Linked DNA regions of Sus scrofa: regions 1, 3 and 4 are each linked to region 2. The links are chromatin contacts, called in public Hi-C, HiChIP or PLAC-seq and promoter capture Hi-C maps. All regions are on one chromosome and are shown on one strand. Each heading gives the region's core, a stretch centred on a gene start, on an enhancer-like site or on the middle of the called end of the contact. The rest is flanking DNA. Distances are from core to core; before and after follow the strand shown.

What was found. Promoter capture Hi-C pulls out the DNA fragments that hold promoters and counts their contacts. A called contact is a pair of places that touch in the nucleus more often than the background predicts. HiChIP or PLAC-seq counts read pairs in DNA pulled down with a chosen protein or histone mark.
Region 1: a contact with region 2 is called in a Hi-C map of skeletal muscle, with 2.6 times the contacts expected there. The contact joins the promoter of WDR12 here to the promoter of NOP58 in region 2. A contact is called at or near these places in 2 of 47 Hi-C or Micro-C datasets (liver and skeletal muscle) and 2 of 2 datasets of contacts at active chromatin or transcription factors (alveolar macrophages and skeletal muscle).
Region 3: a contact with region 2 is called in an H3K27ac HiChIP or PLAC-seq map of alveolar macrophages. The contact joins the promoter of NBEAL1 here to the promoter of NOP58 in region 2. A contact is called at or near these places in 1 of 5 promoter capture datasets (liver) and 1 of 2 datasets of contacts at active chromatin or transcription factors (alveolar macrophages).
Region 4: a promoter capture Hi-C map of liver shows a contact between it and region 2, with 8 times the contacts expected there. The contact joins the promoter of TRAK2 here to the promoter of NOP58 in region 2. A contact is called at or near these places in 1 of 5 promoter capture datasets (liver) and 1 of 2 datasets of contacts at active chromatin or transcription factors (skeletal muscle).

What each region holds. Positions count from the first base shown.
Region 1 is chr15:106,409,056-106,414,636 of Sscrofa11.1, reverse strand. It overlaps WDR12 (ribosome biogenesis protein WDR12), which reads left to right and starts at 3,914. Exons shown (of 14, transcript XM_003133592.6): 1 at 3,914-4,301; 2 at 4,948-4,995. The coding sequence starts at 4,955. CARF (calcium-responsive transcription factor) reads right to left here and starts at 4,219. Exons shown (of 18, transcript XM_021075550.1): 1 at 4,097-4,219.
Region 2 is chr15:105,891,934-105,897,328 of Sscrofa11.1, reverse strand. It overlaps NOP58 (nucleolar protein 58), which reads right to left and starts at 3,721. Exons shown (of 14, transcript XM_021075921.1): 1 at 3,459-3,721. The coding sequence starts at 3,503. LOC102166561 (a long non-coding RNA gene) reads left to right here and starts at 3,767. Exons shown (of 3, transcript XR_308179.3): 1 at 3,767-3,914; 2 at 4,746-4,834.
Region 3 is chr15:106,512,728-106,518,607 of Sscrofa11.1, reverse strand. It overlaps NBEAL1 (neurobeachin-like protein 1), which reads right to left and starts at 2,326. Exons shown (of 55, transcript XM_021075109.1): 1 at 2,171-2,326; 2 at 1,021-1,304. The coding sequence starts at 1,071.
Region 4 is chr15:105,053,100-105,058,236 of Sscrofa11.1, reverse strand. TRAK2 (trafficking kinesin-binding protein 2) reads left to right here and starts at 2,183. Exons shown (of 16, transcript XM_021075699.1): 1 at 2,183-2,385. STRADB (STE20-related kinase adapter protein beta) reads right to left here and starts at 3,019. Exons shown (of 12, transcript XM_003133587.5): 1 at 2,745-3,019.

The DNA of each region.
Region 1 (5,581 bases), core at 2,665-5,164, 520 kb before region 2:
CATAGAGAAAGCTACTAGATTTTGTTATGCAGATTTTATTATAAAATAGTATTACTGGCCTGGTATAGTTGACCCCAAAACTGTTGCAGTTAAATACTAAAACTGTCTTTATGGAAGACTGCATGTGTAGGGGTAGGTGACTTCATCTCTGTGTTGGCTATTTGGACCAAGGCCTTGTTTCAACTCTCGCATTCTATAACTACTACAGAAACAAAGATCTCCACGGTAAATTGCATTTTTCTCCACTATCAAAATATTTACTAATTGGGCATATCTTGGGGCCATATAAGCTTGAGAATAAGGGGTCCCCTCCCCATACCTCATCCCCTAAAAAATCCTAGCATTAACGTGATAAATTTCTTTCTTTCTTAAGCAGTATTGGGATTGGATAAAGAGAACAGCAGAAAAGAGAAAGTATTAAAAATGTAATCTAGAGAGTTAATGATATGAGTTCAGAAGACACATTAAGGCCATTAAATTTTGCTGGCAAACTGCTTTCTAGAATGTTTCATATCACATTTTCAAAAGTAGGTTTTACCTCATATCAAGAACAAAGATTAGGAAGAAACTGTTAAGTTAGAAGTTCAATGTTTTAATTTATGGAGAAACGGGGCTTTTCTTGTTTATACACATCGAATACAAGGCAGAGGGGAAGACATTATTCAGGCTGTAGTTATGCCAGTCTCTGTGGACCCTATGGGAGTTACTGCTGCTTTGATTGTGTTCAATAGCATTTTTTCTTTTCTTTTTTCTGTTTTGGCTGCCCTGAGGCACATGGAGTTCCTAGGCCAGGGATCCTATCTGAGCCACAGTTTCGACCTAAGTTGCAGCTGCAGCAATGCAGAATCCTTAACCCACTGTGCTGGGCTGGGGATCGAACCTGCGTCCCAGAGCTTCCAATACACCACCAATAACGTTGTGACACAGTGGGAACTCCATGATTTTGTACAACAGCAAATCTATTTGTTCAAAACATTAAAGGTATTTCTTAGCTGCAATTTCTAAAAATTACCTTAATGTTTAATTATTTTTTGAGTTTTCCCAGACTTTTGTGCGGCAAAATTTATCTGTTAAAACCAATAATCTAAGGGCAAATTCCCAAATAGACTAACTAAAGGATAAAGCCACTTGAAGTTTAGAGTTTCTCTTAATTCTAGGTACCTTGGTTAATGTCACAAGATTTAAAGCATATAAAAATCTTACATTTAAAAATCAGTGTCTGACCTTATTAACTACAAAAAAATACTGCTCAAAAGTACTTTCGAAAATAATATTTCCCTCATCTTTTATAAAAGGAACACAATGTTCCTTTTATGATTTATACAAAGTTGCTATGAATGAGTCATGTCAAAAATTAAATCAAGACTCCTAGTTCACAAATATTTTATAGAATAATTTATTTTTTAAAAGATGGGTTTTGAAGGTTATAGTGGGTTAAATCAACATTGAAACATTAAATGTGTGCAAATAAATATAAACAATAAACAATCTATTTTAACTTTTAACTTTTCAGGGAAAAAAAATTAAGGCCAATGTTCACAATGTCTCTTTTATCTAAGGTTTGTCCTCTCCATAAACTTCCCTTTAATCTTGTTTTCTACCCATTTCTTACCCTGCACATACATATCTCTTTATCTCTTTGCTCTTTAAGGAATTTATATAATTATTTCATTTAATTCTTAACAATAACTCTGAGGTAGATCTTATCTCTATTTATAGATAAGAAAACCAAAGGCGTCTCAAGTAACTTGCTTAAGATCACAGAACATTCGAGCTTAGTTCAAAAGTAGGGGAAAGAAATCACCCAAATCAGGACTGGTTTACTCTTTATATCATACCATATCTATGCATACTCTTTTTATCATACCATACCATGCTATCATATACAGAAATAAATAAACTTCTAATAAAGAGAAACATATTTTCCAAGCTGTGGTTCTCCAGATAACAATGTGTCTTCATAAGGACCTTAGGAAATGAATCATGTAGGAAATCATTATAACCAAAAGCTTGAAGTTAATGTTCTTAGTAAAGAAAAACATTCAAAGTAAAAATACTAACTACTCTAGGTATTACATGGAGTGAACACCAAATGCGACACATAAGTCACTGCTGAAAAAGCATCCAAGCCATCAGAGTAGGTGTTCAGCTATCCTGGAATGTTAACTAATTTTCCCTTAAAAAAGGTCTCAGTCAAATGAAACACATATTTCAGTGAACTCAACATTTCTGCTTTGCAAACTGAAGTCTTATTAAGCACATATTTAGGTTTTGTATCTTACTGATCATATTTTTCCATTTGAATTAGGATCAACCTGTATTAACTACCAGGTATAGTATTTTATTTTGATAAATTTTAAAACATAATAGTTAAAAATTAATCTGATTAACTATACATTTAAAAATATATTTTAACCAATGATATACTACTAAAATTATCTGAAAAACTATTAGATTTATTTCAAGTTTTAAGAATTTTAATTCAATTTTACTACTGTAACTTAAAAATCACATATGATTAAAGCAAATGATATTTGAAACTGTCAAATTTCTTTTTACTTCTACCAAATTCAAAATATATGGGTTAAATAGCAAGACTTCAATTAAGAAGGAAAAAAAGTTTCAAGCTTCAGGTGGTCTAACTAAGACATACAGTTCTTAAAATTACAATGATGCACATGGTTAAATGACCACGGATTCTACTTGCAAGTCTAGTCCTTTCCTAGGCCCTCAGCACAGAGGTTTTTTCATTTTACTCTTCTAATCATGAGGCTAGTCCTTATTCACGTTGTCAAAGCTTCTAGTTCACCTGGTATCTAAAGGGTAATGGTGGTAATAATAGTTAACATTTACTCTGTGGCACTTAATCTCACAGTTGACCAAGATGTGTCACAGAGAAGTTATTAAGTAGCGGAGGCAGGATTCGAAATAAGGCATTCCGGTTCCACTACCCACATTCTAAGGTGAGTAAACGGAAAACGGTCCTAATTTCACTGTCATTGCTGCTAATAACAGATTATTTTTCGCTTACAATTGTTTAAATTCCTTCTCATAGTCTATGATTGATTTAAAAACCAGGCGTCTACTTAATCGTAGTACATCTTTAAGCAACGTAACCAAGGAGAGCTTTAGTTGTTTTCACCTGCACACATACCCCTTCCCAAAATTTTGCAATCCAGTTCTGCCTTACTCTAAACTGCTGTCTCTTTAAATTTCCCTCTTGGAGCTTCTCTAATGAATGCCTTAAAAAGCGACTATGAAATCTAGATAGTATCTCTCCATCCATCTTCCCTCAAAAAAACAACTCGGTTGCATTAGAATAACTCCCGGGACCATTTGGTCTTTGGGTGACTTCAAAAAAAAAAAAAAAAAAAAAGAAAAGAAAAGGTAAAAAACCGTAGAGAGTGTGGGAGGACGCCTTTCTCCTTCTAGATAGTATCTCTCCATCCATCTTTCCTCAAAAAAACAACTCGGTTGTATTAGAATAATTCCCGGGACCATTAGGCCTTTGGGTGACTTCAAAAAAAAAAAAAAGAAAGAAAAGGTAAAAAACCGTAGAGAGTGTGGGAGGACGCCTTTCTCCTTCTAAAAGGAAATTAAAAGGGGGCTCCTAAAGAGAAAAAAAGAACTCTAAAAAGCGGGGCGCGGGGCTGCGCATGGGACTACACACTGGGCGCTCCAGCCCAGGGGTCCGAATCCAAGGCGGTTCTTCCTTGCGCTCTGAAACCCTCCTAAAAACACGAACTTCCACCTTCTCCAGCGAACCCCGTCCCGGGCGGGGCGCAGTAGGCCTCGACACATAGGGCCCCGAATACCGCCCAAGGTGGGGCGCTGAAGGCGCCACCGACGCCGGGTTGCAGCAGGGGGCGGGGGCCGGCGGTTGCTCAGGGACCGGGCGGGTCAAGAGGCGGCGGGAGGAGGAGGCAGCAGGAAGAAAGGGGGGTTGGGAGGTAGTGTCCCGTCCGTCGGCGCAGACAGCTCTCCCAAACCTCGGACTCCCCCAGTCCCACCGCGGCCGAGCGCCCTATAGGGCGAGAAGGGAAGTCCAAAAAGTGCTGGAGTAGAGGGAAGAAAATTCAAAACGAGTCTACTCAACCTCGTCTTGGCTCCGAGGCCCCGCCATGGAGACCCTCACAGTGCGCAGGCGCACCCCTCCGGGAGCGCGCAGCGCAGTCGCTCGAGATAAGACCACTATCAGCCACCGTCGCGTTTCCCTTCTGATTCGTTCTTTCTTTCGTATCCCCTCCTCTCACCTGGATCTAAAGCTTGAAGCTAGTGGCGAAACACCAAGAAAAATCTCGGTAGACCGAAAGTGTGATTGGGAGTATGCTTGAGCAGATAAGCCCGGAAAGGCTTTCGTGAATTAAAGCTGATGGCAGAGGAAATATAATAGATATTTGGCTGGAGTCGGGAAGGTTTAATGCAAATAAGATATCCCTAGGGGAGAGAGGCAAGAAAGACTACAATTCCCAGTGGGTACAGCTTCTGACAAGCGCTGCTTTCTGGGGTTTGTAGTATCTAGGAGCTGTGTTTGAATTATCGGGCCTAAGGATGGCCTCTTTAAAAAAAAAAGAGAGAGAGAGAGAGCGCGGATAAGCGGATTTGAATCAGGCCTCTCTGTATTTTCATAATCGAGCGCAAGCTTAAATATATATATTTTTTAAATACAAACAAAATTAAAGGGAAACGTCGCCTTTAAGACTATGCCTTACTAATCGATGACTCCTAAATCTAGGAATAGGTAGTCGATGTTTGTGGGCTGGGCCTTGTGGAAGGGGAGCCTCGTGGTGCTTTCTGGCTAGGCAGGCCGGAGGAAGGAAAGCGGAAGCCCGGAGTTGGACTGCAGTTTTTCATATACACGTGCAGTGTAATTTTGAGCAACCTCTTTTTGTAGCCTTAAAGACCCGAGCACGGGTTATCTAACTGTTACCCTGTACGTTTCTGTAGGCAAGCCATGGCTCAGCTCCAGACACGCTTCTTCACTGACAACAAAAAGTAAGTATGCTTACTCTCTTCCTCTACCCACTTCTCCCTTCCCTGGGATTCTTTGAAATGACCGCTTAGGGATGGCCTTGTGCATCCCTGGTTGTCTTTGCCGTCAACTCACTTTTTCTGTTTTGCTAGACTCCTCGCTTGAGCGCGTTTTCCGCCCGGGTGAAAGCAGTACCTAGCGAGAATTTCTCAAGGATCACCGATCCTTCTGCCTGGCTTCTCAAGCTCTGTGTAATTTGAAGTGTAGAGGGGCCTGAAAGGCCTTAGGTTTGCGTCCTGAATGAAGCGCATTATATGTAACTGAACAATTAACAACAGGCCAAGTCGTTATATCCTGTCTGCTAGTGGTGTTTCCCAGTATCCGAAAACACGATTTCATTTTCTTAAATAGGTAATAGACAATGCCGTTCTAAACCAGGCTAGAAAGTAGAGCTCTCAATAGGGGGTTGATAGAACTGGCTTTAGGTAGGAGTGTGAAGTCAATTCAGTTACAAACTTGTGTATTTATATACATACATAGTGTATGTATGGTATACATACAGAGCTTTGTGTATGCATACCTGTATGTATATAAACATTTTTACCAATT
Region 2 (5,395 bases), core at 2,472-4,971:
ATAGCTTTATGTGGCTACTGGCTACTACACTGGGCACCACAGCCACAAAAGGTCTAGGATGAGTAAGGCTGAAGAAAGTTTATTCTTATTCTGTAGCCAGGTGACATGAGAGACACAGTCCTAAAGAGTTTCTGCAATACGCCAGAAATAATTATTTTAGGTATTGTCTCTGCATTTGTATGTAACTTTGTTAATGAGCAACAATCTTGAGTTTTTAACCCTTCATGAACCACAGTGTGTATATATATGGATATACTGGGTCATGATATAAAATGTATTCCTTATTGCAAACTGAGTTTGGAAAATTTTTTTTCTTTTTTAAATCACCACACCTGAGGCATATAGAAGTTTCTGGCCTGGGGACTGAACCTGAGCTGCAGTAAGATTTTTTTTTTTCCATTTTTTTTTTTTTTTCCTTTTTAGGGCCGAACCCAAGGCATATGGAGGTTCCCAGGCTAGGGGTCGAACCGGAGCTGTAGCCACTCGCCTACCAGAGCCACAGCAACGCCAGATCCAAGCTGCATCTGCGACCTACACCACAGCTCGCAGCAATGCTGGATCCTTAACCTACTGAGCGAGGCCAGGGATCAAACCCAAAACCTCATGGTTCCTAGTTGGATTCATTTCCACTGCGCCACAATGAGAACTCCTTCAGTAAGATTCTTAACCCACTGCCACAAGGGGAATTCCTGAAGAAAACTTTCTTAGAGCATTCTATTCAAGCATGAATTTTATGCAGTCCATATAAATTTATACCCCAGCTTTGAAAGATTAAGGGGACCGGAGCTAATAACCATGTACTGAACATCTACACACATGTTTCAGAGAATATTCACACCTTTAAGGTGTACAATTTACTTTTAGTAATTCTTTCAAACTTGTTCAACTTATTTTAGAATATTCTGTATGTCAATTTTATTCAGAAAGAATCAATAACTGCTACTGTAGTTCCCACCATAGCCCAGTGGGTTAAGAATCTGACTGCAAAGACTTGGGTTGCTGTGGAGGTGCAGGGTTCCATCCCCAGCTTGGTGCAGTGGGTTAAAGGATCTCACTTTGCTGTGTCGTAGATTGCAGCAGTGTTTCGGGCTCAATCCCTGGCCCAAGAACTTCCATATGCTGCCAGTGCAGCCATGAAATAAAAAAATAACTGCTACTAATTCCAAGTATTTATAAATGAAACAATATTTCAGAATATTCACAAGCCTTTGGTTATTTCTCAATTAGGTTACATAAAAAATAAATTACAATTTGACAATTTTCAATAGTAATTTAAGTAAAATCAAAAACTGCAATAGAAGGAGTTCCCATTGTGAATCAGTAGTAACAAACCTAATTAGTATCCATGAGGACTAGTTTCAATCCCTGGCCCTGCTCAGTGGATTAAGGATCCGGTCTTGCCAAGAGCTGCGGTTCAGGTTGCAGACTCGTCTGGGATCCCACGTTGCTATGGCTGTGGCTCCAACTCACCCCCCCTAGCCTGGGAACTTCCATATACTTCGGGTGTGGCCCTTAAAAAAGCACAAAAAAAGGAAAACAAAACAAAACAAAACAAAACACTGCAACAGAATACCCAGGACTTATTTTTACGGAGGATACTCTATATTAATAGAAATCAGTAGTAATTCCTCATATGACTTTATACTTTATGACCCAGGGTCTAGAAACCACACAGTTGCTAAGCCAGTTCCTTCCCACCGTTGGATTCAAGCAGTGGAGAGTGCATTTACACCTCCCCCGCCCCTTAGCATCCAGTTAAGGATGTTTGTTGTAACATCGATTTAGATGAAACTCATCCAGACACCCACACACTATAATGGCTATGAGAATTTGGGGGGCATGAGCAAAATGCTGAGACCTTGGAGAAGATTGCAAAAAGATGGGGAAAAGCCTAAAGGACCTATTCCTGGGCTCTATGGACCTTTAAAGTCCCTTAAAATTGCTAATAATGCATTCAGACAAATCTAATGAGAGGAAAGATAAGAAATATCAGCTTTTGGTTTTAAATTATCTTACTGTTTTTTTTCCCACTTTTTTTGGCTGCAGCATGCAATGGATTAGTATGGAATCTCAGTTCCTAGAGCAGGCGCTGAACCAGACCACAGCGGGAAGCTCCAAATCCTAACCACTAGGTCACAAGGGAACTCCTTTATTGGTTTTCTTAAAACAAGTACTTAATGTAATATGCAAATGGTATTTTCAAATGCCAAAGAGAAACTTGGAAAATAAAATGAAAAACTGCACCAAATCGACGTTTTGGTACCATTCCACACTCTCTGCACCCATATCAGTTTTTTTGATTGATGCCTAGAATCATACCATATTTTATCTAGCATTTTTTACCTTGTCAGTACATATGAAAAATATGCTTTTCATTACTATGTTTGTAGAGCACCAGGATACCACTCAATTTACCTCATTCTCTTAACATCTCAATGGCACCCTACTAAACGATAGTCACATTGTTCAATTATTTATTCAATTATTTCCTTGCTGATGAAGTCAATTTTATTTGTTTATTTATTTATGGTCTTTTAGGGCCGCAATCGTGGCATATGGAGGTTCCCAGGCTAGGGGTCCAATTGGAACTGTGGCAGCTGACCTACACCACAGTTTACTGCAACGAGGGATCCTTAACCCACTAAGTGAGGTCAGGGATCGAACCCACATCCTCATGGATCCTAAGTCGGGCCAAGACGGGAACTCCTTGATGAAGTTAATTTTAAACTTTCCCAATTAAAATAAGCAAAACTCAAATTTTCAGCTCAGATTTCTCCCCTGGGCTTCAAACTTGAAATGACCACTGCATTTCCATGTCTAACAGACATCAAACGCTGAAAACGGCCCAAAATGTAACACTTTAGTAACCCTCCCAGATCCCTAAATCTTCTCCCTACCACCACACCCACTTAAACCCCAAACTCACATTCTTTTATCCCTCAGCCAATCCCATCAGTTCTACCTTCTAATTTTCTCCCAATACTTCTTTCCACCCACACAAACCTTAATCCAAGTAACTTCATCTTGTCTAGATTAACGCAAAAATATCCTTGCTTCCTTTCTTGCACCCCGTCCCGCCAATCCACTTCACACACAGCAAAGCAACTTCATTAATAAAGTTAAATCAGTTTACTCCTCCGTTAAAGTCTCCCAATTACTCCTCAAATCACTCAACAAAATCCAAACTCTTTATCATAACCTGTAAAATTCTAATACGGCACCTGCCCACCTCTCTAACTGGGCCAAATCCCCTTACAGAACCGGGAGGCCCAAACAACGCCGCCACGTGTTCACCGAAATAGGCGCCTTCCAGGCCCAAACCTTCCAGGCCCTTCCTTTCGGACCAGGGGGGCAGAAAAGCACCCACGAGAACATGAGCGCTGTCGTCCTCCCCTTAGGTCTTTCCCTCTCCTCCCCTGCCCAACACCCGCCATCCCCCTCCAATGGCTCCCACCTACCTTAAAGATGGCGTAGCCGACGGACGTTTCAAACAGCACCAACATGGTGAAGCCGGGTCAGGGCGCCGAGTGGCGTGACACGAGATCTTAAACCAGTGAAAAAAAGACCAAATTTGTAGGCCCTCAAGGCCCGCAAGGCCGCGGCTGGCCAAGCACTTGGGCGCACGCCGTCCGGCAAAGAGCCAGACCACGTTGCAAAAACGTTCCACACCTGACTACATGCAGAAAGCGTCCCGGCGCTTCTCCTTCCCCAAGGCTTCTGGGACGTGACTTCACTTCCGACAGATGACGCGCAGCAGAGTCGCCCTGGCTTCCGTTTTGTTCCCGCCACAAAGGACCGTAAAAATATCGCGAGATTTCGTAGAGCGCAACCGCGGTTTTATTTGCTCAAGCTCAGAAAAATCTGAAAGGGAAAACTGTCCTGCTTTGGAGAATGGTGGTGGCTACGGGTTACGGGTACGGTCTTGTTCACTGCTGTGGCTTGGGTCGCCGCTGTAACGCATGTTCGATCCCTGGCTTGGGAAATTCCACCTGCTGTAGGTCTGCCAAAAAAAGAAATTAAAAACAAAAATAAACAAAACCTTCAGGGAGTTCCTCTTGGGGCTCAGCAGGTTAAGAACATAACTAGCATCCATGAAGCGGCAGTTCGATCCCTGGCCTTGCTCAGTGGGTTAAGGAGCCAGCATTGCGGCAAGCTGGGGGCTTGTAGGTTGCAGATGCAGCTGGGATCCCATGATGCAGTGGCTAGGCTGGTAGCTGCAGCTCCGTTTCAACGCCTAGCCTGGGAACTTGTGAGGCAGAATAATAATTCCAATAGTTAGTGTAGGAACACGGGCTTCCATATATTCCCTGATTAATGTCCACGGTTTTAAATTTGTAAAAACAAATCAAGATAAACAGCCCTTGCTTGTTGGAAGATTAACTACTGAAAGTACATCTGTGGACATTAACCTCTGATCTACACATTTGGCTGCTAGAAAAGGAATGTAAAGAATGGCAACTCTAAGTCTAAGGGAAAGAAGAACAAAAGGACCATAAAGCCTATGGAGTATATCCTGACTCTAAGCCCCTATTGGACAAGGCCCAGTATAGGTGCTGGGCAAGGCCAACAGGGAGCAGGACTGATAGCAGGACCCCATGTTGGTACCCCTGTCTTTAAGAGATAACACCTCCTTAGAAAGTTAGTGTGTGGGAAATCTTCCTCTCCCTCGCAGTGTCTGTGCTGGGAGCTATCTGCCTTTCTCTAATAAAGACTTTTGCTTTCTTGCTGCCTGTGTGTTCACAAAGTTCATTCTTCAGCTCCGTGAACAAGAACTGGGATTCCGGTAACATCTTTCCGGGGCCTGTCCAAGATCTGATACACCAGCACTCATAAGGTAAGCAAGCTTGTGATTTTGCTTTCTACTTTGTTCAGTTCCTATTTGCCTCTTGAAAGGAGAATGAATGTGTGTGCCTGAGACGTGTCATGGACACAAAGCCAGTGTGGAGTCCTGATCCAAGTTTCCATTTAAGCCCCTGAGTGACCTCATATGGCTATAAGGCAGACCTTCTGAGCCCAGTCAGACCAGGAGTCCCAGTCGGGGGTTTACATGGACTTGCCATATGCTGAGAGGCACCAAACGGGATGTCCCACGAGGGAGACGGCCAAAGACGGCTGAAGCAAGTCACAAGGCAAACTTTACAACGTGGCCTTCCCCTTCTCCCACCCTGGGTACTCCTCCCTCTATATACTCTAGCCTTTGTAAAGCATTTTGGAAACCACAAGTTACTTTATTCCTGAGGATTAGCAATTTTCAAAAGACCTGTCATAAACAAAAATACTGTTTTTGAGACTTTTTTTTTTTTTTCGTCTTTTTGCTATTTCTTTGGGCCGCTCTCACGGCATATGGAGTTCCCAGGCTAGGGGTCTAATCGGAGCTGTAGCCACCGGCCTACGC
Region 3 (5,880 bases), core at 1,077-3,576, 620 kb before region 2:
AGTAATACCTTTCTCCCCCAATAACCTAAAATCAAAGTTAACATGTAAAGTCATATAAAGATGAAAAAAGAAAAATTAATTTTGAATGACAAAAGTAAAAATAATGAGTCATAATGGATAAGAGCATGGACTAGAATCAGACAGTACAGAGTCCAACTAGGTACAGAAGCAGAAGTGCCTGCTTCTCATTGGCCTCTTTAACCTCTGCATCAGTTTTTCTCATCAGTCAAAAAGGATAATTACAATACCCGTTTCACATGATGATTGTGAGGATCAAGTAAGACAATGCTTCTAAGGTGCATTAGGGCAAGCTTACAGTAACCACCTCAAGTCTATAGCCCTTTTATACAATAACCTTTTTATACAACTTAAAAAAGATTAATTATGAGAAAAATGTTTAATGGTCTTATAAAAATATCTCTATCAGTACTTCCACTTGTGAGAGGGAAAAAAACCAAACAAAAATATAAATATTTTTATCTTAAGGTCATAGTTTTACTTATATAATGTTAGGATCACTGAAGAAAAATATCAAGTTAAAACCACACCCTAGGAGTTACCATCTTGGCTTAGCTGCAAGGAACCCGACTAGTATCCATGAGGACTTGGATTCAATCCCTGGCCTTGTTCAGTGGCTTAAGGATCTGGGGTTGCCACGAGCTGTGGTGCAGGTCACAGACACAGCTCGGATCTGGTGTTGCTATGGCTGTGGTATAGGCAGGCAGCTGCAGCTCGGATTTGACCCCTAACTGGGGAACTTGCATATGTGACGGGTGCTGCCCTGAAAAAAGACAAAAAATAAATAAAAGCACACCGTACACTTTTTAATAACATGCCAATATTGGGTATGTGTTCGAACTTGCAAAAGCAGAAAACAGAAAATCCTGCGTTTTTACATTTGAGGTCATTACTATAAATAAACATGATATTATCCATTAAATAAAATGTTAATAATGGCAGTTACAAAAGTTTTTATAACAAAGTATTTTAAAACTTAGAAATAGAAAGAAAAGTAGTTACCTTCGCACAATAAAGCATCCAAAGTTCGAAGAGTCTCTCTCTGGATGCCATTCTGGCTTTCACTCTGGCACTTTAATTTTTCCTCAAAAAAAAAAATTGTGTTCAAGACCACAGTATGTTCATTTTATTTTCCAAGTTTTTCAGCTGTTACAATAAAACTCAAAGCAGTAGGGAAAACAAAAAGAAGTGAAACAAAGGACGGTCTGCTTTCTGGTTAATAAGATTCAGTTTCAGCAGTTATTCCAACATATATTCATCAGTGGTCTTTGGGCAATTACATAAATCTGTAAAAGAGAAAAAGATGCAAGATTCCCTTTAACAAGAGGCCATATTAACAATTATGGGTTTATAAAAACTAGAGATTTATTTTCTTCACTGCCCACAAACAACTGGCTAAGCTTTCACAACTGATCGGATTTCACAGAAATTGGTATTTCAGAAAAACATCACAGCTAATACAATATTTCACATCAACAGAAAATCAGAATCCTCTTGGGCAGAACTCAAAGATGAGTATTTTTCATAACAAAAAATGTGTCCAATGATAGTAAGCAGCAAAAACGCCGTTCCCACTCATACATTTTCTATAAACATAAGAAAAAGCACACATACTGACATATTTCAAAGACAGAATCCCTTGGAATTCTCTAGGCTGCTTCTTAAAACTTCTTGGGAATGTTTGTCGCTGTGTTGCAGGGCAGGGCGTGGGGAGGAGGGGGAAGAATTTCTGGTTTGTTTGTTGCAACAATCCTCAGGGAGTGAAAGTCGACCTTTCCACCTGGCCTCGCTACCTCTCCATCCAGTTAAGGAGCGCACAAGGAAAACACCGGCGCGGCAAGGAAAACACCTCGGGAAAACCTCCGAGTGTTTTGGGGACCTTTAAATTTCCTCCTCGCATCCCGGGCAACCGAGAAAGGGAGGCAAACTTAATGCGAGCCGAGCCGCCAAGAGAAGCTTTGGCAAAGGGGCAACGCGAGCTTGGCGTTCCGCGACCCACTACCCACGCCCTCTCGACCGCATCCGGGTCGACCTCGCCCCCTCACGGCCGCCCCCCTCTCTACCGCGCCCTCACCCCCAAACACCCTGGGCCCTCCCATTTCTGCCACGCGGCCCCCTCTTCCCTACGACCCGCTCGCCTCACCACGCTCACATTGGGGGGTCGTGTTGCCGCCGCCGCCAGGCCGTCTAATCTGCTTCCCTGCCCCCCCCTTCCCCAGCGAAGCCCCGTGTCACCCCGCAGCTAAGCAGGCGGGCAGGAGAGGGAGGCGGGGCGGCGACCGCACGGGGCGGGGCGGGAGGCTGGGAGGGGGCCAGAGGAGGGGCTTTCCTCTCGGCTAATCATTCTGGCCTCTAAGGATTTACCCGCCCCAGGGCACTAGCTGTTCATTGGTTGCGAAGGCTGGGAAGGGGCGGGATGACCTGAAGCCTCGCCCCAGCATACCTGCGCAGTCGCAGTCGACCCGGCTTCTGAAGACCCGGCGGCCGGTTCCCGGTGGGGCGCTCCTGTCGGCCCCGAGCTGAACGAGACTAAGGACCGACGACGTGCTTACGTCCACCCGTTGCTGCTGCCGGGGATGGGCAGACAGAGCGTTCGGCTCGTGGCGTCATTTCCGGGAATCATTGGAGGGCAGGGAACCCTACGGTGATAACTAAAGAGGATTTCATTTTGATTTCTTTTTGTAAAAAGGGGATTGGTCCTGAGAGTGTACGCTAATGTAAGAACAGACAATTGCTCCCACACGCACCCCAAAATCCTTTATCGTGTTTGTGTCTCATACTTCCGCTGTCGCTGAGTGTCAAGCACAACGGGCTTGTTTCATCACTACTAAAGAATTAAAAGGGCTTTGCTCTTAAAAAAAAAAAAAAAAAAAAAAGATACGAAAGGAAAACAACTGCATTTACTAGCTATAGACCACTTTAGGGGGAAAGGTGCTTAAGGAGTTGGGGAAAGACGCATGAGATTAGTACACCTAAACATTTTTAAAAAACTTTTATTGTGAAAAATGTCAAACAGTATACAAAAGTAAACTAGTATAATGAAATCCCGTATACCATCACTAGTGTCCCATCTTCCTTCCATCAATATCAGTAGCTGGCAAAGTGTACAGAGAAAAAATATTTTAGGTTTTGCAGACCATCCTACTTGAAAACTTAACAAAAATCAAAATAATATGTCATGATATGTGAAAATTAGATGAAATTCAAATTCCATTGTTTTTAAAGTTTGTTGGAAAACAGCCATACTCATTCCTTTACAATTGCTCCCTAAGGTAGCAGAGTTTTGAATAATTTGGGGTAGTTGTTAGCAAACTGTGCCTTTTCAAAATCTCTTGGTTCTCCAGCAGACCTGTGAAATGACATGTGAAAATTTTGGAAGTGGCAGGAGGAGAAGAAATTACCCTTGTTGCCATATTCCCCGTTTTAGTAATTAGCTGCTTCATTCTCCTAGAACCTAACAAGTATCCTCGCTGTCTTTTTTATATATGTCACATTCAGACTAAGCCTTTCAGCTGTATCTTCAAAACACATCTAACTATTTTTCTACACCACTACCACCAGGATGTGAGTTACTACTAAATCTTTTATGGATTATTGTAGTAGCCTCCCCATTTGTCTCTCTGCCTCTGCCTGTACACTCACCCCACTCATGGATTAGTCTCAACATAGCAACAAGAATGACCTTTCAGCATAGAAATAAGATGTTACATCCTTTGCACAAAACTTTGCAGTGGATTCCCATCCCACTTAAAAGGGCCAACAAGGACTTATGTTTTCCTCCCACACTTCCCTCTTTAACATCTCCAACTATTTTATTCTGGCCTTCCCTTATATCACTCCAGACACATGGCTTCCATGCTGCTCCTCAAATTCACAAAGCACATTCCACTCTCTGGGACTTTACCCAGAATATTGTTTCCCCAGATGCCCACACACAATCTTCAAGTCTCTGTTGAAGAATCACCATGTTCAGAGTTCCCACTATGGTGCAATGAGATCCACAGCGTCTCTGCAGCATCAAGACAGAAGTTCAGTCCCCAGCCCTGCACAGTGGGTTAAAGGATCCCATGTTGCCACAACTGTGGTGTAGGTGGAAACTTTGGCTTGGATATGATCCCTGGCCCGGAACTCCATATGCCACAGGGCAGCCAAAAAAAAAAAAAAAAAAAAAGAATCACTTGTCCATTGATGTACTCTGAATGTTTGTGTCTTCCCAAAATTCATATGTTGACATACCACCCCCCCAAGGTAATAGTATTAGGAAGTAGGCCCTAAGTCATGAGGGAGGAGCCCTTACGAATGGGATTAGTGCTTTTATTAAATAGGTTTAACTAGCTCCCTAACCCTTTCCACCAAGTGAGGATACAAGGAGAAATCTGGGACCTGGAAGAGGGCATTCACTCAACCATGCTAGCACCCTAATCTTGGACTTCCAGCCTCCAGAACTGTGAAAAAGGAATTTCAGTTTATAAACTACCCAGTCTTTGGTATTTTCTGTAGCAGCCCAAACAGACTAAGACATCTGCGTGCATTCCCTGACACTTCTTTAGAAAACAGCATCCCCGGAGTTCCCATTGTGGCTCAGTGGTGAGGAACCCAACTAGTATCCATAAGGAAGTGAGATCAATCCCTGGCCTCATTCAGTGGGTTAAGGATCCAGCATTGCTGTGAGCTGCAGTGTAGGTTGCAGACGCTGCTCGGAACTGCATTGCTGTGGCTGTGGCATAGGCCAGCCAATTCAGTCCCTAGCCCGGGAACTTCCATATGCTGCAGGTCTGGCCCTAAAAAGACAAAAAAGAAAAAAGCATCCCCTATTCTCCCTTAATCTATTTTTCACCATAGTATTTATCAGATGACATATAATTTATTTGTTTAGTGTGAGTTTCCCCCCTAGTAAAATTAAGCACCATGAAAACAGAGACTTTGCTTTCAAGTCTTTTGGACAGTGTCTTATACACAGTAGGAGCTCAATAAACATCTGCATACTGCATAATGAAAAAAAATACCTATTTCACTATGTATCTGTACTATTTCCACCTCCAGTTTTCCTCCCACTACAAATTTAGTTATAGCATGTTGGATTCATAATAAAACAGCTCTATAGGAGTTCCCACTGTGGTGCAGTGGGTTAAGAATCCAGCTGTGTTAGCTCAGGTCACTACAGAGGTGCAGGTTTGCTCCCCGGCCTGGCACAGTTGGTTGGGGATCAGGCATTGCCACAGTTGTGGCATAGGTTGCAGCTGCAGCTCAGATTCAGTCTCTGGCTTGCAAACTTCCATATGCTCTGAGTGCAGTCATAAAAAAAAAGAAAAGAAAAAAAAAAAAAAAAGGGAGTTCCTGTCATGGCATAGCGGAAACAATTCTGACTAGGAACCACGAGGTTGTAGGTTCGATCCCTGGCCTCACTCAGTGGGTTGAAGATCCAGGCATTGCCATGGGCTTTGGTGTAGTACATAGACTTGGCTTGGACCTGGCATTGGTGTGGCTGTAGCATAGGCCAGCAGCTATAACTCCGATTGGACATCTAGCCTTGGAAGCTCCATGTGCTGTGGGTGCAGCCCGACAAAAGACAAAAAAATAAAGTTCCCTAGTGGCTCAGTGGGTTAAGGATCTGACATTATCCCTGCCATGGCACAGGTTTAGTCCCTGGCCCAGGAACTTAAGCATGCCAAAAAACAAAACAAAACAAACAAACAAAAAAACAGTATAAAACATAAATTTAATCAATGTATAAATTACAGCAAAAATAATAAATGTGTTCATAAACAAAGGTGATAATATTATCATACATGTTGCTTCTCAAACTGTTAAATGCATACAAGTCCCCCAGGGATCTTAGTAAAATGCTGATTTTTAATTCAA
Region 4 (5,137 bases), core at 934-3,433, 840 kb after region 2:
CCATTTTCTTCTCGCCATATGTTTTAAAATTTTTTGTGTCATTTCCATACAAAAATAATAGTTTCTGTAGGTCGAATATTTTTTATTTTATGATTCTTAGATCTGATTTCTTTTACTTCTTGGAATTTACTGACATATATGAAAGATACGCAGTAATCATACAAATAAGTTCTGTCCACTTTCATTAACGGAGTACTAAGCTCAATAGTTTATGAAGATTCTAACAGATTCAGAGGGTTAAAAGAGCTTCTTCAGATTCAAGGAGCTACTAAAGCACCACCAAAAGTTTCCAGATCTTTCCTAAAAGGTGGTAATGCTCTAAACCTGCTAGTGCCAGGTCTTTCCTTATACCTAACCAATATCTCTTTCATCTAAATTGTGGCTCATTATTTCATTTTAATGAAGTTCCCAAGTCTAATCAAGGTATCTACAAACATCTGAACAAAATGAGAAAGAAAAAGACTTTGCTCACCATAGAGTAGCAGCCAATTTTATTGCTAGGGAAGGATGTCAATTTACTCAGGATATTCAGTATAAACCAAAGACAGAAAACAGGACGAAGAAAAATCTGAGAGTGCTTGATTATTTTGTCACCTGCCATTCACTATCATCAATGTAAGACGCTGGTGTCTGCTGTGTTACAAGAGGGGGAATGCAACACCTGCCCTGCCCACTTTCCAAGGTGACTGAGATCAAATTGAATATTTCATCTGAAAGGGCTCAGAACTAGCAAATATTGTGTCAATATAAGAGCTGAAGAAGATGTTTTGAAAGGTACACTCAGATATTATTGGTGGCAGTACCAAACAATAGGGCTCATTTGGAAAGCAGGTTGGCAATGTTTTAATAATGATAAAAATGTTGGGACATATATAAACTAATATATATACAAAAATCAATCAGTAACAAGGCCTACTATATAGCACTGGGAATTCTATTCAATGCTCTGTGATGGCCTATACGAGAAAAGAATCTGAAAAAGAATCGATATATGTATAGCTGATTTACTTTCCCGTACAGCTGAAGCTAACACAACATTGCAAGTCTACTCCAATTAATTTTTAAATATTCATACCTTTTGACCTAATAAAATTCTCACTTCCATTAACTTATTCTAAGGAAACATCCGAGTAAATGAAAAAACCACACACCTGAAAGTCACTGTGCTATTGACTAAAAAAGCCAAGTATTCACTTCACAAATGTTTAATGAATGCCTGTCATGGGTCAGGCACTGTGCTAGGCACTTGGGACACTCATTAGTGACCACCGCAGACAAGGCCCTGACCACTTGTAGGGGACATTCCCACAAGCAGTAAGATTAGAGATATCATGATTAACTGAATTTCCTGGTTCTCAGGATTTTGTTTCCTGCTTTTCCCACGTAATATAAGTAAGTTCTTAAACAACAAAAATTTTGTAAACTCCATTACACTTTTTTTTTCCCAGAAAAACTCATAAGAAACACAATCTGTGAGAACTGTGCATGGGTTAATCCCAGAGATTTTGCTTTAGATGTGACAGACTATTAAGAGATAATATTATAAGACATTTTGAGGTCAAGGCAGCAGCTGCCCCTGCTAAGGGCAGCGGGGGGAGGGAAGGATAGCTTTGCTGTCATAATTTTCTCCTGCATGCGCTTTCACTAGGTATAAATATAAATTCTTTAAAAAAAATCATGGTGAGACTTGTATTTCTAAATATATTCACAGGTACATCAGTGTGGTCTCTTGCACTTGTATCTAAAAAGCTAATTAGGATAAAGCCTTATAAATAATTTAAATCTGTTCTATATTAATGGTTCCTCCTAAGGCTTTAATCTGAAAGGTTAAATTAACACTTGCTGAGAAAATCAGGAGCGCATCTAAATTACACAACTGGGGAGGGGGGAGAGAATTAGTTAATGTAAACATCCAAAAGAGACCACTGTTACTGGGAATGCAAAAAACCTGATTTAACTGCGCAGAGCTCTAAGATTACTGTAAGTTTCAAAGGGATCCTGGGAACCCATAAAGTCTTAAAAATTAGAGCGACGCACAACTCAGTAGAATTTTCCAAACTTAGCATCGTGACTCACACTTTCAAAAAATATTTACGAAGTGCCTACTGTGTGCCAGGCTCTAGGCTAGGTAGGCGCTGTCACAAATTCTGATCAAGTTCTAAGGGAAAAGGTGCCTGACACAACAAACCCACGAGGAAACAACACAACGCTGAACTTAAATACCGAGGACCAAACGCAGCTTGAGCATTTAATGATGTAAAAGCTTCCTTCCGAGTCCTGTTTTGGGGCACTTTGTTAGCGAACTCACAGAAGGTGTCACACGGAGCGGGGGCCGGAGGGCGTCCTCGGTTTGGAAACTTCTCGAGCGGGGAAGCACGGCCAAAGGTGAGAGCAAGGGTAAGGGTGGGGGTGGCGGGGCCGGGGGAGAGCGCGGCGGGCGGATGGGCCCCCAAACACCTGGCACCGCCAACCCCAGCAGGCGCCGCCTACGCCGCACGCAGGTGCCTCCGCCGCCGCGAGGCCCAGGACTCCCGGGCAGAGCCGGAGCTGCGCGGGGCGCACGGGCCGGTCGCCACGCAGAGCCGGGCTCCCTCCACAGCCCCGCTGGCCGCCCGGGCTCGGGCTTGAGGCAGGGTGGCGAGTTCTAGTCCCGGGCTTCCCGAGGTTAGCGCGAACGCAACCGCGCTCCCTCACGTCCCAACTGTCCCTCCCTTACCCTCCCCGGCCCGGCGTCCCCTCATTACCTAGGCGGCGACCAAAGCCAGCAGCTCTCCTCAGGCAGCCAAAGGTGCAGGGCCCGGGTGCCCGGCCCGCCCAGGGGCAAGGCGAGAGCGCAAGGCCCGCTCCCAGCGCGGGCCGCGAAGCTCAAGAGGGCGGCGCGACCCGGACTGGGACTGTGGGCCTGGAACTCGGCCCCAGCCCGGGGCACCCCGCCGGGACGGGATTCGCCCCACCCCGGCTGCAGGGTCGCGGCCCCGCCTCCCGCCTCGGGGCCGCCGGTTAGGGGGCGTGGCCTTTCGTGCTAGGGGCGTGGCCTAGAGGAAACTGCAATTCCCAGCAGGTAGTGCGCTAGCGCCTTAGAGGCTGCTGGGAGAGTGGGTCTCGTCCTCTCTTCCCCAATTGTGCGGGGCGGGGGACTGTAATTGAGCCGGCGTCGCTGCAAAACCGAAGTCGCCGAGTGATGATGTTGTGAAGTCGCCCACCAGTCCCTGCCACGCCCGGGCGGTTACAGGCAGCGGCGGCCGCTTTGGCTGCTGCTCCTAGGCTGCCGCCGCTTTTAGAATCTTCTCCTTGAAGGAGCGCGGGCGCAGGACCGAGGACCCCGGGCTATTCCTGTAAGTAACCTTCCCGCGCACGACCCGAACTTGCTCTTGCCATCTTCTCTTGAAGGCAGAGGAGCCTCCTCGCCCCGCGCTCCTCCTGGTCCTCGGAGGTCGCGCGCGGACACTGGAGCCGGAGCTGGGTACTGGAGGGCTGGGTGCTCGCCGGGTCCCCGCCCCGCTCTGGGAAGCGGGTGGTTTTCTAAGGATAAGGGCGAAGTGGTGGGCATTGGACTCTGGTCCCCGGGTTCACCCCAGATGCGCCTCTGAGGAGGATTAGCAGTATCCCATCCTCTGCCGGACAGTACTCACCTAGTGCCCCATCCCCGAGCGATGAGCGGCTTTAGTGTCTGGACGTTAAACCTTAAGCCTCAGTCGCCATCTGTGATGGGAGAGAGATGAGACGATAGTGGAAAAGAGCTCTATGTTGAGTTGGGCTTTTCTTGCAATTGATTTTGAGCCAGACGTCTTTTAAAAGAAAGACAGTTGCCTTTAGTTTCAACCGTAAATAATGAATATTGGCAGATATCCTTTTAGTATCAGCATAAAGATAATCTCCCAAACACTTGAAAGACTTCTGGGTCATTTTAATAGTGGTGAACTCGGTTACTTGCCCACGAGCCTTTTATTTAAACCTGCAGTTTCTGCCCCAGAAACAAACTTTTCACTGGAAATTCATCAAGCTAGAATGGACCATAGAAATAAAATGAAAAGGACTCTTCCAGGTTTTTGTTTTTAATTTATTTCAGTCATTTTTCCCCTCAACTTCAAATCTTTGCTGTAGAATTGGAAGTCTGAGCTAGAGTGATCTCCAAATAGCATGTTGACGGTGGTGACATGACACTACAGAAGAAATTGTGAAGGACATTTGGTGGTAAGAAAGGGCAAGCATGAAGACACTTTATCATCTCAGCAGTTATTCCAGCTTTCTGTTTTTAAAATTCAGTAACATTCAGCAAGTCTCAGACATTCATCAAACACTGAAAGACAGTTGTTATATTTACATATCTTTATTCATAGGATGACAGGAGTCAGACAAACATTTGAGTACTTCCAATCAGCCAGGCATCTCAGTTATGAGCTCTACATACGTTGGATCTCTTAATCACTAAAATAATTCTGTTGCATAATCTGAGGTTCAAAAACTTTGCTTATGTAACAAGTAGAGATTCATACCTAGATCTATCTGCCTTACTTCAAAGTGTGGGTCAGGTAACTTGTACCTACTTCAGAATTACTGACCTTAAAAAAAAAAAAAAAATTACTGACCTTAAAGGTTGGAAAAGCATTTTCCAGCATTATTTCCTAATACCGGTTCCTACTGCATACCTTGGACATCTAGAATAAATCCTGAAGCCCTGCTTTAGTGCTTTTGAACCAGTTGTTCTATCTACTTGCAATTCTCATCCTCCACAGAGTTAAAGACCATTACAGGGAGTTCCCGTCGTGGCGCAGTGGTTAACGAATCCGACTAGGAACCATGAGGTTGCGGGTTCGGTCCCTGCCCTTGCTCAGTGGGTTAACGATCCGGCGTTGCCGTGAGCTGTGGTGTAGGTTGCAGACGCGGCTCGGATCCCGCGTTGCTGTGGCTCTGGCGTAGGCCGGTGGCTACAGCTCCGATTCGACCCCTAGCCTGGGAACCTCCATATGCCGCGGGAGCGGCCCAAGAAATAGCAACAACAACAACAACAACAAAAGACAAAAGACAAAAAAAAAAAAAAAAAAAAAAAAAAAAAAAAAAAAAAAAAAAAAAAAAAAAAAGACCATTACAAATGCACCTCTTTACTTATGTAAGCCTTGGTAGGATTGGCCTTTCA